Regions from separate parts of the Oryctolagus cuniculus genome. Here region 2 is linked to region 1. Evidence: chromatin contacts called from public Hi-C data. All regions are on one chromosome and are shown on one strand. The core of a region is the stretch at or near the end of the contact, and the rest is flanking DNA. Distances in the headings are between cores, read along the strand shown.

The links. A called contact is a pair of places that touch in the nucleus more often than the background predicts.
Region 2: a contact with region 1 is called in a Hi-C map of an unstated tissue, with 2.8 times the contacts expected there. The contact joins the enhancer-like site here to the promoter of LGR4 in region 1. A contact is called at or near these places in 4 of 6 Hi-C or Micro-C datasets (ear pinna, embryonic fibroblasts, skin fibroblasts and 1 more).

Annotation. Positions count from the first base shown.
Region 1 is chr1:38,904,833-38,909,771 of mOryCun1.1, reverse strand. It overlaps LGR4 (leucine rich repeat containing G protein-coupled receptor 4), which reads right to left and starts at 1,398. Exons shown (of 17, transcript XM_017345627.3): 1 at 693-1,398. The coding sequence starts at 877. It also overlaps a transcript of LOC103351120 not described here.
Region 2 is chr1:39,113,851-39,118,636 of mOryCun1.1, reverse strand. All of the region lies in intron 8 of CCDC34 (coiled-coil domain containing 34), which reads right to left. Among named protein-coding and RNA genes, the nearest start is that of CCDC34, 84 kb to the right of the region's middle. Within about 2 kb of position 3,381, at least 1 of the 8 cell types and tissues checked has an H3K27ac peak or open chromatin away from gene starts, as enhancers often do. A contact at or near this core is called in ear pinna, where this site is marked.

The DNA.
Region 1 (4,939 bases), core at 149-2,648:
GGGACAGGCGTATTTTCACCAGCACAAGCCTGTCATTTCCCCGTTCTTGGCTCCTGGCCTCCCTGCGTGCTCCAGAACCCTGGATCTTTGTGGGTGAGCCCGGGAGTGGAGCCGGGCCGAGGTGCCAGGTCGCACTCCGTGGATGGGGCCAAACTGAAAGGAGACTGGCGCGGACTGCGATGCAGGTGTTTTTTTCTCCACACGTGCCGGAGCCCGGGAGTCCCCAGGTGAGTCCCCAGAAAACGTGCCTCGGTGTGCACTCAGGCCAAGTTCTCGGCGCCCTGGCCCCCCACCAGTGGCGAGACCTACCCTGCTGAGCAGGAACCCGCGAGAGCAGGTTGCCAGGGACAAGCGTCTCCAGATGCCGCCTTGGCCCCAGACACACCTGAGTGTGGGGTGTGTGTGTGTGTGTGTGTGTGTGTGTGTGTGTGTGTGTGTGTGTGTGTGTGTGTGTAGGGGGGCTGACTGAGCCGGAAAAGGCTGGGCAAGAGAGCTGCTCGCGGCTCGCACCGCACCCGCAAAGTTTGGAAAGCACGCACGCAGAACTGGAGAGAGTGGCCAGCACCCCCACACAGGTGGCGGCGCCCCCCAGTCCCTAGGGCGCTGGGGGTTGGCAGACAGGCACGGCCGGCCCGGATCCCGCAGCGGCCCCCGCAAAGCCTCCCTCTCGCGCCCCAGTCGCCCGCACTCACAGCGCTTGGGTGAAGGCGCTGAGCCCCTCGGGCACGGCCGTCAGCCCCTTCCCGGAGCAGTCCACCCGACGGTCGCCGTCGCAGCTGCAGGGCGCCGCGCAGAGAGGCGGCGCCGCGCCGCTGGGCCCGGCCGAGCCGAGCAGCCCCAGGGCGAGGAAGCAGAGCAGCCCCAGCGGGCCCGGCATTGCTGCAGCCGCCTCCCGCGCCGGCCTCTCCCGGGCGCCGCTCGCTCGGCCGCCCTCCGACGCCCCCCCGGCGCTCCCGGGCAGCCGGCCTGCGGGCTGGCGCGGGGGCTCTCTCCCTCGGCAATTCGCGCGGGCTCGGCGCCTTCACCAGCCAGCCGCAGCAGCGCAGGGACGCGGCGCTCCGGAGTTTCGCCCTTCCCGCTGCTCCATGGAAGCGCAGAGGCAGCCCCGCTCCTCTGGCGGCTCAGGCCAGCCCGCCCGGCCCGGCGCAGCTGCGGGGGCCGCGCGCTGCCATCGCACCCGCCTGCTTGCCCCGGCCTTGCCGCTCTTCAAGGTTGCGGAGCGCAGCCTTCAGCCATGCCGGCCCCTCGTCCCAGCCCCCGCCTCGGCTCGCGTACAAACACCCAGACTCTTCTCGCTCTCTCCCCGCCGCGGCTCCAGCTCTTCCCGTCCTTTTCCCTTCTAGGGTTGCACGCTCCGGTTCCCAAGCCCCCGGCCGCTGGGTTATGCAAATCATTTAGGTACATGCAAAACTAACCCTTCTCCCGGAGCGCCATTGGCCCGGGAAGGTCTCGAGCTCATTACTATGCAGGGAGGGGAGCCGCCATTGGCCGAGAGTGGGACCAGAGGGGCGTGTGTCTCGGGCGTGAGTGACAAGGTAGTGGTGGTGGTAGTGGTTGAAGGCAAAAATCCCTGAGTTGGCTCGATTTGCGTGGCAGGTTGTGGATTGAAGGTAGGAAGATCGGAAGACAAGGATTCTGTTCTTTCCCTCCCCCACCTCCTCTTTTTCTTCCCTCTGCAGAAATTAGATCTCTTAAATTGGATGACCTGAAAAGTAGAACTTGCCTGCAGCATTCAGTTAAGTTTCAAATGACTCTCCTCTGTTCCAAAGGGCGAGGACACTGGGAGCTGTGCAAACGGAAAAAAGATTTTGAAGAGGAGGGAAAACGTTTCCCTTCATCTGACACAAAGCTTGGGGGCTTAGTTATACCCTAAATTAAAACACGGCACTTCCCCAGGTTCTTTACACCTATCTCGATGTACACTTGGTAGCCTAAATCTTAGCAACCAATCATCCACGATGCAAAGCAGACTCCTTTAAAATCGTTAAACACGGGAGTGTTGCAAGGGTCAAAGGAGGTGATGTTTCTGAGCAAGGGACAAATTCTCCAGACAACAAAACTGAGCGCTAAGTTTTTACCCTTGAGAAGCCGGTGACAACCTTGTTGTTCGGTAATTATCAGAGGTCTCTGCTTTGTTGGACCTTGAGTCCTGGTGGCCCACCAAACACAGAGTCATTATCTCTCCCAAATATTGCTTTATGGGGTCCTCTTTTCCTGTGTTCTGCTATGCCTTTGAGTAGCATTTCCTATATTGTAGACATGTTTTATGAACACGGCAAGAAAAGTTTTAAAATGTCACTCTCCTAGACAGTCATCTGGTGAGGCAGACCTAGGAGTTTAAAGAGAACTATTTCCATCACCAGCATATTCAGGAGTTTACCTTAAAAATAATGTGAGGTTGGGCACATGACTACTGTAAGTTTATAGAGAGTCAAGATAGAAAGTCAATAGATGAAGACATGCCTTCACTTCCAGTTTCTTCTGAAAGAGAACTTGAAGGCAGGTGGACAACACTCTGGTTCCACAGATAAGAGATCTGGGCTCTCAGATAGTGTGCTCTGCCTACGATTATCACAGAACAACTGGGTGCCCTGCTCCTTATCTGGGAGCATTCCTTATACCGGCTTCCACTAAGTCATTTCTATTAGTTCCTAGCAAATTTCATGGGTGAGTGAAGTGAGGAGACAAAGTTAGTTTCTCTCTAACTGATGCTGTTAAGATCTTTCTTTTTGAACACTGAAAGACGACAGTTTCGCTTGCTATGTATATCACTCTCTTCTGCTGTCTGACAAGTATAAACTGTAGTAAGTAATTATGCATCTTCCAAATAATTCATTTCTTTCAAGGTATGAGCATAAGAAACTCATGTAAAGCTTGATCTAAGATACAGATTGATTTGGTAGGCCTGCCTAAGAGCCAGGAATCAACATTTTGCTGCACATCAACTGAGAAGGATATAGGAGGCTCATGAGCCACACGTGAAGAACTTTATTCTTTGCTTTCAAGGAATAAAATCTTATAGCTGGCAACTTAAGTAAAGAAGAGATTCAGATTTTGAAGAAAGGAGAAATCTAAATTTTGTTGAAGAAATTCCTTATTGTCTTTCAGATGAATTCCTATAAGAAAGGAGGGTTCAAATTTGCAGCTTGCGCGAAACAAAAGATCAGGAACTGTTGTCTTAGATAAAGAAGAAAGAATGTAAAGTCTACTAAAGTGTTAGTTTTTTTTTTTTTTTTTTTTTTTTTAAGATTTATTTTATTTGAAAGGCAGAGTTACAGAGAGAAGCAGAGACAGAGAGGTCTTCCATCCCCTGGTTCGCTCCCCAAATGTCTCAAGGGTCTGGACTTGGCCAGGCCAAAGCCAGGAGCCAGGAGCTTCATCCAGGTCTCTCAGGTGGGTACAGTGTTTGGGTCATCCTCCACTGCTTTCCCAGGTGCATTAGCAGGGACCTGGATCCTAAGTGGAGCAGCCAGGATTCACCAGTGCTCCTGTGGGATGCTGGCATCGCAGGTAGTTGCTTTACCTGCTACGACACAATGCTGTCTCCAAAAGTGTTCCTGTTTCTTATAGTTGCTATATTATGTGTGCTAGCATTAAAAATAATACTGTTGCAGCCATCTGGGGAGTGAACCAGTAAGTGGAAGATCTCTTTCTGTTTCTTTCTCTCTCTCCTCTCTAACTCTGCCTTTCAAATAAGTAAAATAAATATTTAAAAAACAAGAAACTGTGGTTGAAACTCCTTTTGTACCCCTCCCTAATCATATTGTTTTCCTTTTTCCTCTCCCTGAGAAATACTTTACTTCATAATTATTTCCCATACCTATTTTCATACGTATTCCTAAATAATATATAGTATTATTTTACATATATAAAAAATACCATTCAAGACTGTCCTGTGACTTTATTTACTTATTCATTTGAAAGGCAGAGAGAGACAGATCTTTCATCCCCAAAATGGCTACAATAGCTAGGTCTGGGTCAGTTTGAAGCCAGGAACCAGGAACTCCATCTGAACCTTCCATGTGGGTAGCAAGGAGCCCAAATACTTGAGCCATTCCCTGCTGCCTTCCTAGGTGCATTACGAGGAAGCTGGATCAGCAGTGGAGCACACAGGACTCAGTCAGCATTCTGATACGGGATGCCGGCACCGCCAACAGGACTTACCCACTATGCCACAATATTAGTCCCTGTTCTTTAACTTTGTTCATTCAACCTATGAGCTTTATCCATGGTCGTGATATAGGTGGCCAATATTAAATCATTTTCATTACTATATAGTATTAAATTACACCCAGTATGTTAGAGTTTGCCATGGGACAGAACCAAAGGCATATATAGATAGATAACTAGCTAGCTAAAGATTTATCATGAGCAATTGGCTTATGTGTTTATGGATGCTAAATTCTATTACCTGCATCTGTATGGCAGAGTCCCAGGAAAGGCAGTGGTTTAGTTCCAGTCCAAACCCCAAAGCCTGAGAAGCAGGGAAGTCAATGGTATAAGGTCCCATGTGGGTCTAAAGGCCTAAGAACCAGGAACACTGGTGTCCTGTGGCAGAAGAATATGAATGTCCCCACGCTGATGAGGGCATCTTCTTTATTCAATCTACAAATTCAAATGCTAATCTCAAGAAACACTGGAACACTCACCAAAATGTAGTATTTTACCAGATATCTGGGCTTCCTTGCCCCAGTCAAGTTGACACATATAATTAACCGTCACTCCCAGTATTTACTCAATCATCCTATTGGTTAATGTTAAGTTTATTTCTATTGTGTTCTAACAATGCAACTGTGCTTGTTCTTGCCTTGTTCATACATGTAAGAGTTTCTCTAAAATGGGCCTATTTGCTTTATAAACCTGCATGTGCTTGCCCAGGAATGAAAGTGTTGACTCACAGATTGTGTACACTCATCATCATTCGATGTTGGCCAAGTTG
Region 2 (4,786 bases), core at 2,132-4,631, 210 kb before region 1:
AACAGGAAAGTTATGTTCAAAGCGGATACAGCAGGGCTTATCTGAGGAATCTCACTGATTTTAGGCTTCTATTCTATTGGTTGATTAGAGAACAGAAGGCCACAGAGGCTTCGGTCAGACATGGTTTTGAACCCTGTCTCTGCAACATAGAAGCTGTGTGATGCCAAGCAAATTACCTAACCTCTCCAAATTCCAGTTTGTTCATATGGAACGAGAATGATGCTTCCTAAATCATAGTTATTATGAAAATTAAATGAGGACTCCGTTAAGCCCTAGGAACAGTTCCCAGAACATAGTAGACAGCTGTAATTAATAACCACATGTAATAAGAGCTATTGTCACTATTGTTTATAGAGAACAGCACAGGTACTACAAATGAGTGGGACGTGTGATATGAAGTTATCCTAAGGGTTTCACAAACCAGAAGTTTCCATCCATGATCTTTTGATTTTTATCTGTCCTCACTCTAAAGTCATTATCTAAGAGCCATCTAGAAACCTGTGTTTGACAGAATTAAGGAATTATGAGGTTGAGGTAGGCAAATAAAGCAATCTTACTCATTATGAAAAATTTGTAAGGGGGACCAAAATCTATTAACAGCCAAAGTGATATTGCATAAAGCCAACTGCTGAGAGAATCAGAGGAAACAGGTAAGTTTTCATGAGGGAAAAGTAGGGAGGATATAATGCATGATCCAAGGCATAGAATGATACTGCAAGGGGGATGCCTTGAGGATCAGATCACACAAGCAGCACAAATAGGAAGGGTGGAAAAGTCCTGTAAAGAGAATAAGAAAGGCGGACTAAAATCCAACTTTGCCGGACTTAAACATTTGCACTAGCTAAGAACTAAAGAAATGATAGTCTAGAAATTGGAGTCATTTCTAAGATTCCCATTGAATGACCTGGTTGTGTGAAAATTCATGAGTAACCATGAATCCTCATCCTGCATTTCACTAATGGCTTAAGCCAGGCTGGACATAAGAAAGAAACACAGGAAATTGTAAGCCCAGGTAATCAAGCAGGGTGACGTCTTTATGAGCAGCAACTGTCATACCTCACCCTGGCTCATGAAATTTCTGGCAGAGCAACTCCGAATCTGGCCTAGGTCTATTCTCCAAGTCAGGAGTTGAAGGCTTTGCAGCATGAGAAATTGTCAGATCCTAAGAATCCCAGATCCTGGGGCTGAAAAAGACAGTTACCAAGCCATATGCATTGAGTGTCTACAGTCTATTCAAGACAAAGTTATTGCCCCCCCCCCCCGGTGAATAAAAACTGTCTAGTTGTCTCACAAGGAGACAACCCTTGGTTTAACATAAGAGAAGGCTTACCAATGGTCAGAGCTATTCAAAGTATGGAATATAAAATAGTAAGATCCTTATAACCTACAGTGTTTCGGGCAGAGGCTGGCTTGAAGAAATACAAACTTTAAGACAAAATGGGACTCAGTGATTCTAAAGTTCACTTCCAATCATCCAGTCCACCAAACAGAAGGTGTTGATCTCCCACAACAACCAACTTACAGCTGGAAATGGGAATGGAAACTCAGTACAACAATTCCAAAAAGCTGCTCTCCTGAAAATATTCATGAAAAATGTGAAATGTCTCCACAACTGAGGAAGAGGCATCCCTTTGCATAAGCAGTAATTTAACTGGGTTCACAACAGTGAGCAGAAAGAGTCAGAGGAATTGGCTCAAAGATTTACAGGTAGTCCATCCATGTTCCTTCTCAAATATAGTAGACAGCATGACACTTGACAACAACAAAAAAACCTCCCATAAACAGCTGCTTTGCAATCTTATGAGAAAAACCAATCTGAATGAGTTCTGCTTTCTGCGTGTATGAATTCTACAGGTCTATTCTCAAAATTTTGATTTGCAATAAATTAGGCTTCAAGGTCATGGCTGTCCAATTGTTAATTCAGAGGATAGAAATATGTAGCCTCATGGTTTTCCATGGGATTTGAAATCATTACTTATACATTCTCCATTGCTGATAGTGTTAGAAATTGGATTAGAAAATGTATTCTTCATCCTTCTAATATCATGCAAGCTTGAAACAGGAAACAAAGATAAAAATTATTTGGGGCTTGCTGCTCAGTGTGGTCCAAAGACCAGTCACACTGGCATCATCTGGGAGAGCCTTTCCAATGCAGAATTTCAGTTCCTCCACCTTCAACCTCACACCCAGAACTACTGAATAAAAATCTGCATTTTTAACAAGATTCCCAGTGATTGCTGTGTACATTAAAATTTGCATTATCCTAAAGTAGGTAATAGTGATTCTGTTGCCAACCTTCTGAGTTTTCCCACCTGAAAGCTTTAAGAAGAAACAGCAGCCCCTGAGAACAGAGAGGAGAAAATTACTCAGCTTGTGATCATTCATGGAACCATGGATCTAGCTGTTTGCATTGTTCTAGAAAATTTCCCAATGCTGACACCATAAATTTAAGTCACTCTTAAAATGGGCTGGCAGATTCCAGCTTGGTGTGACCCAAATCAGCTGATTTGTCTTGGTTACTTATTAGACTTCAGGGGAGAGGAGTGGAACGCCTTAAACAACTGGCCCAACAAGGAAGGGCAGCTGTTTCTCATCAACGGCAATGAACACACCTAGCAGGGCTTCATTCTTCGTAACCTGCCATCTCCTGCCTCTCTGGCAGCAGAGAAAGCCTTCCTGCCAGAATGACTGCAGACACCAAGAGCTGCAACGAGAGCTCAGGCTTGACATGGTAGTGGAAGGGAGCCTTTTCCACGTCAATGGGTGAAGAAAATACAAAACAAAAATAAATTATGTCTTAGAATACTCTTACCTTGGCAGGTGCCGCGGCTCAATAAGCTAATCCTCCGCCTGCGGCGCCAGCACACCGGATTTTGGTCCCGGTTGGGGCGCCAGATTCTGTCCCAGTTGCTCCTCTTCCAGGCCAGCTCTCTGCTGTGGCCAGGGAGTGCAGTGGAGGATGGCCCAAGTGCTTGGGCCCTGCACCCCACGGGAGACCAGGAGGAAGCACCTGGCTCCTGCCTTCGGATCAGTGCGGTGCGCCGGCCGCAGCACGCTGGCCGCAGTGGCTATTGGGGGGTGAACCAACGGTAAAAGAAGACCTTTCTCTCTCTCTCTCTCACTGTCTACTCTGTCAAAAAAAAAAAAAGAATATTCTTACCTCCTCAGCACCAGAAAGTCGTTGGTTGCAGGAAACAACATGGACTTAATGACAGCTTTTCCAGAGAGGTAGTCAGCATTTCTTTAAATAATACACTGATTTGGGGAGGGCCTGGCACAGCAGGTTAAACCTCTGCTTGGGAAGCCCGCATCACATATCAGGGTGCCAGATGGAGTCCTGACGGCTCAGCCTCTGATCCGGCTCCCTGCCAATGCTCCTGGGATGGCTCAAGTACTTTAGCTACTGCCACTCACATGGAAGATCCAGAATTTTTAGGTCCTGGCATCAGCCTTGCCCAGTAACAGCTTTTGTGGTCATTTGGGGAGTGAACCAGAAGATACAAGATTTCTCTTTCCCTCCCTCTGCCACCCCCAAATAAGTAAATAAATAAATCTTTTTAAAAAACATATAGACTTGTCTGTTTTTAAAGAGTTAAGTTGGGCGAAAGCAGGATTTATGAGGGTATATCGTTCAATTTTTTTAAAAAATTGGCGAATCAGTGCCTGACAATTTCATTGGTCACTTTTGCTAATGGTGCTATGGTTTGTCCCCACTTTTTAACCTCATGCTGAGGTTAAATTCATCAATGCAACAGTGTTGGGAGATGAGCACTAGTGGGAGGTATTTCAGGAGGCAGATTCCTCACGAATAGCATAATGCTGTCTCCAGGGAGAAGTGACTTCTTGCTCTTGGGACTGGATGCGTGTTACTGCAGAGCAGGTTGTACAGTGAGTTGGGCTTCCTGAGCTTTCTCTTGCCTCCTCTCTCATCATGTGATCTCTCTTTCACATGCACCCACTTGCCCTTCCACTCTCTGCCATGCAGCCCTCAGCAGAAGCCAATCAGATTCTAGCACCACACTCTTGGATATCTGTGAGCCAAACTAAATCTCTTGCTTTATAAATTACTCAGTCCTGGGTGTTCTGTTATAGCAATAGAAAATGCAAGAAGAAATGGGTATTAGCAATTACGTCTTTACTTTGCTTCCTGAAAATATATATGAAAAATGATATTTAGTGTTCTGAAGATGATTGTTTTCTTCAGAATTGAAACACAGCCTGAAGGACTATAAGAAAAGGAAATATCAAGACTCTACTTTCCCTAAATAAATTTGGGTAGAAAATCAGCTAAACCTAAGATCCTTGTGTTCCTGCAAACTTTGCTTTTCACGATCTAAAGTCTGAGTCTGGTCATCTAAATGTTCCACACACTCCATGAAGAAAGTCCATCAGATCACAGGAATATGTGGATGGAGTAGGTGGGCTGGAGTATTGCTCAGAATCATAGAGAGAAATAAAGGCCCTCAAAGCGAATAGATATTGTTCTTAAGCACAATACTCTGATTCCCCAAATCACACAGAGAAGATATCACTGCAGCATACCTTCTCCTTCAGAACATTCTGGAGTCCTTTACTGTAACAAGCGAACTGTTTTAAGTGAGAATTCTCTAACTCTGGTCCTAGCATGAGAAAAGCACCAGTTAAGAACTTCAGAGGGTACTATTAGGAAACCCAAAGCCAGAGACAAGGAACTTCCTCATCTTGCCTGGGTACAAAAATCATCAAACAACAATGTCAGGAGGCACAGAATTTCTAATGAATTATTTTAGCTTGCTTATTTATTTTT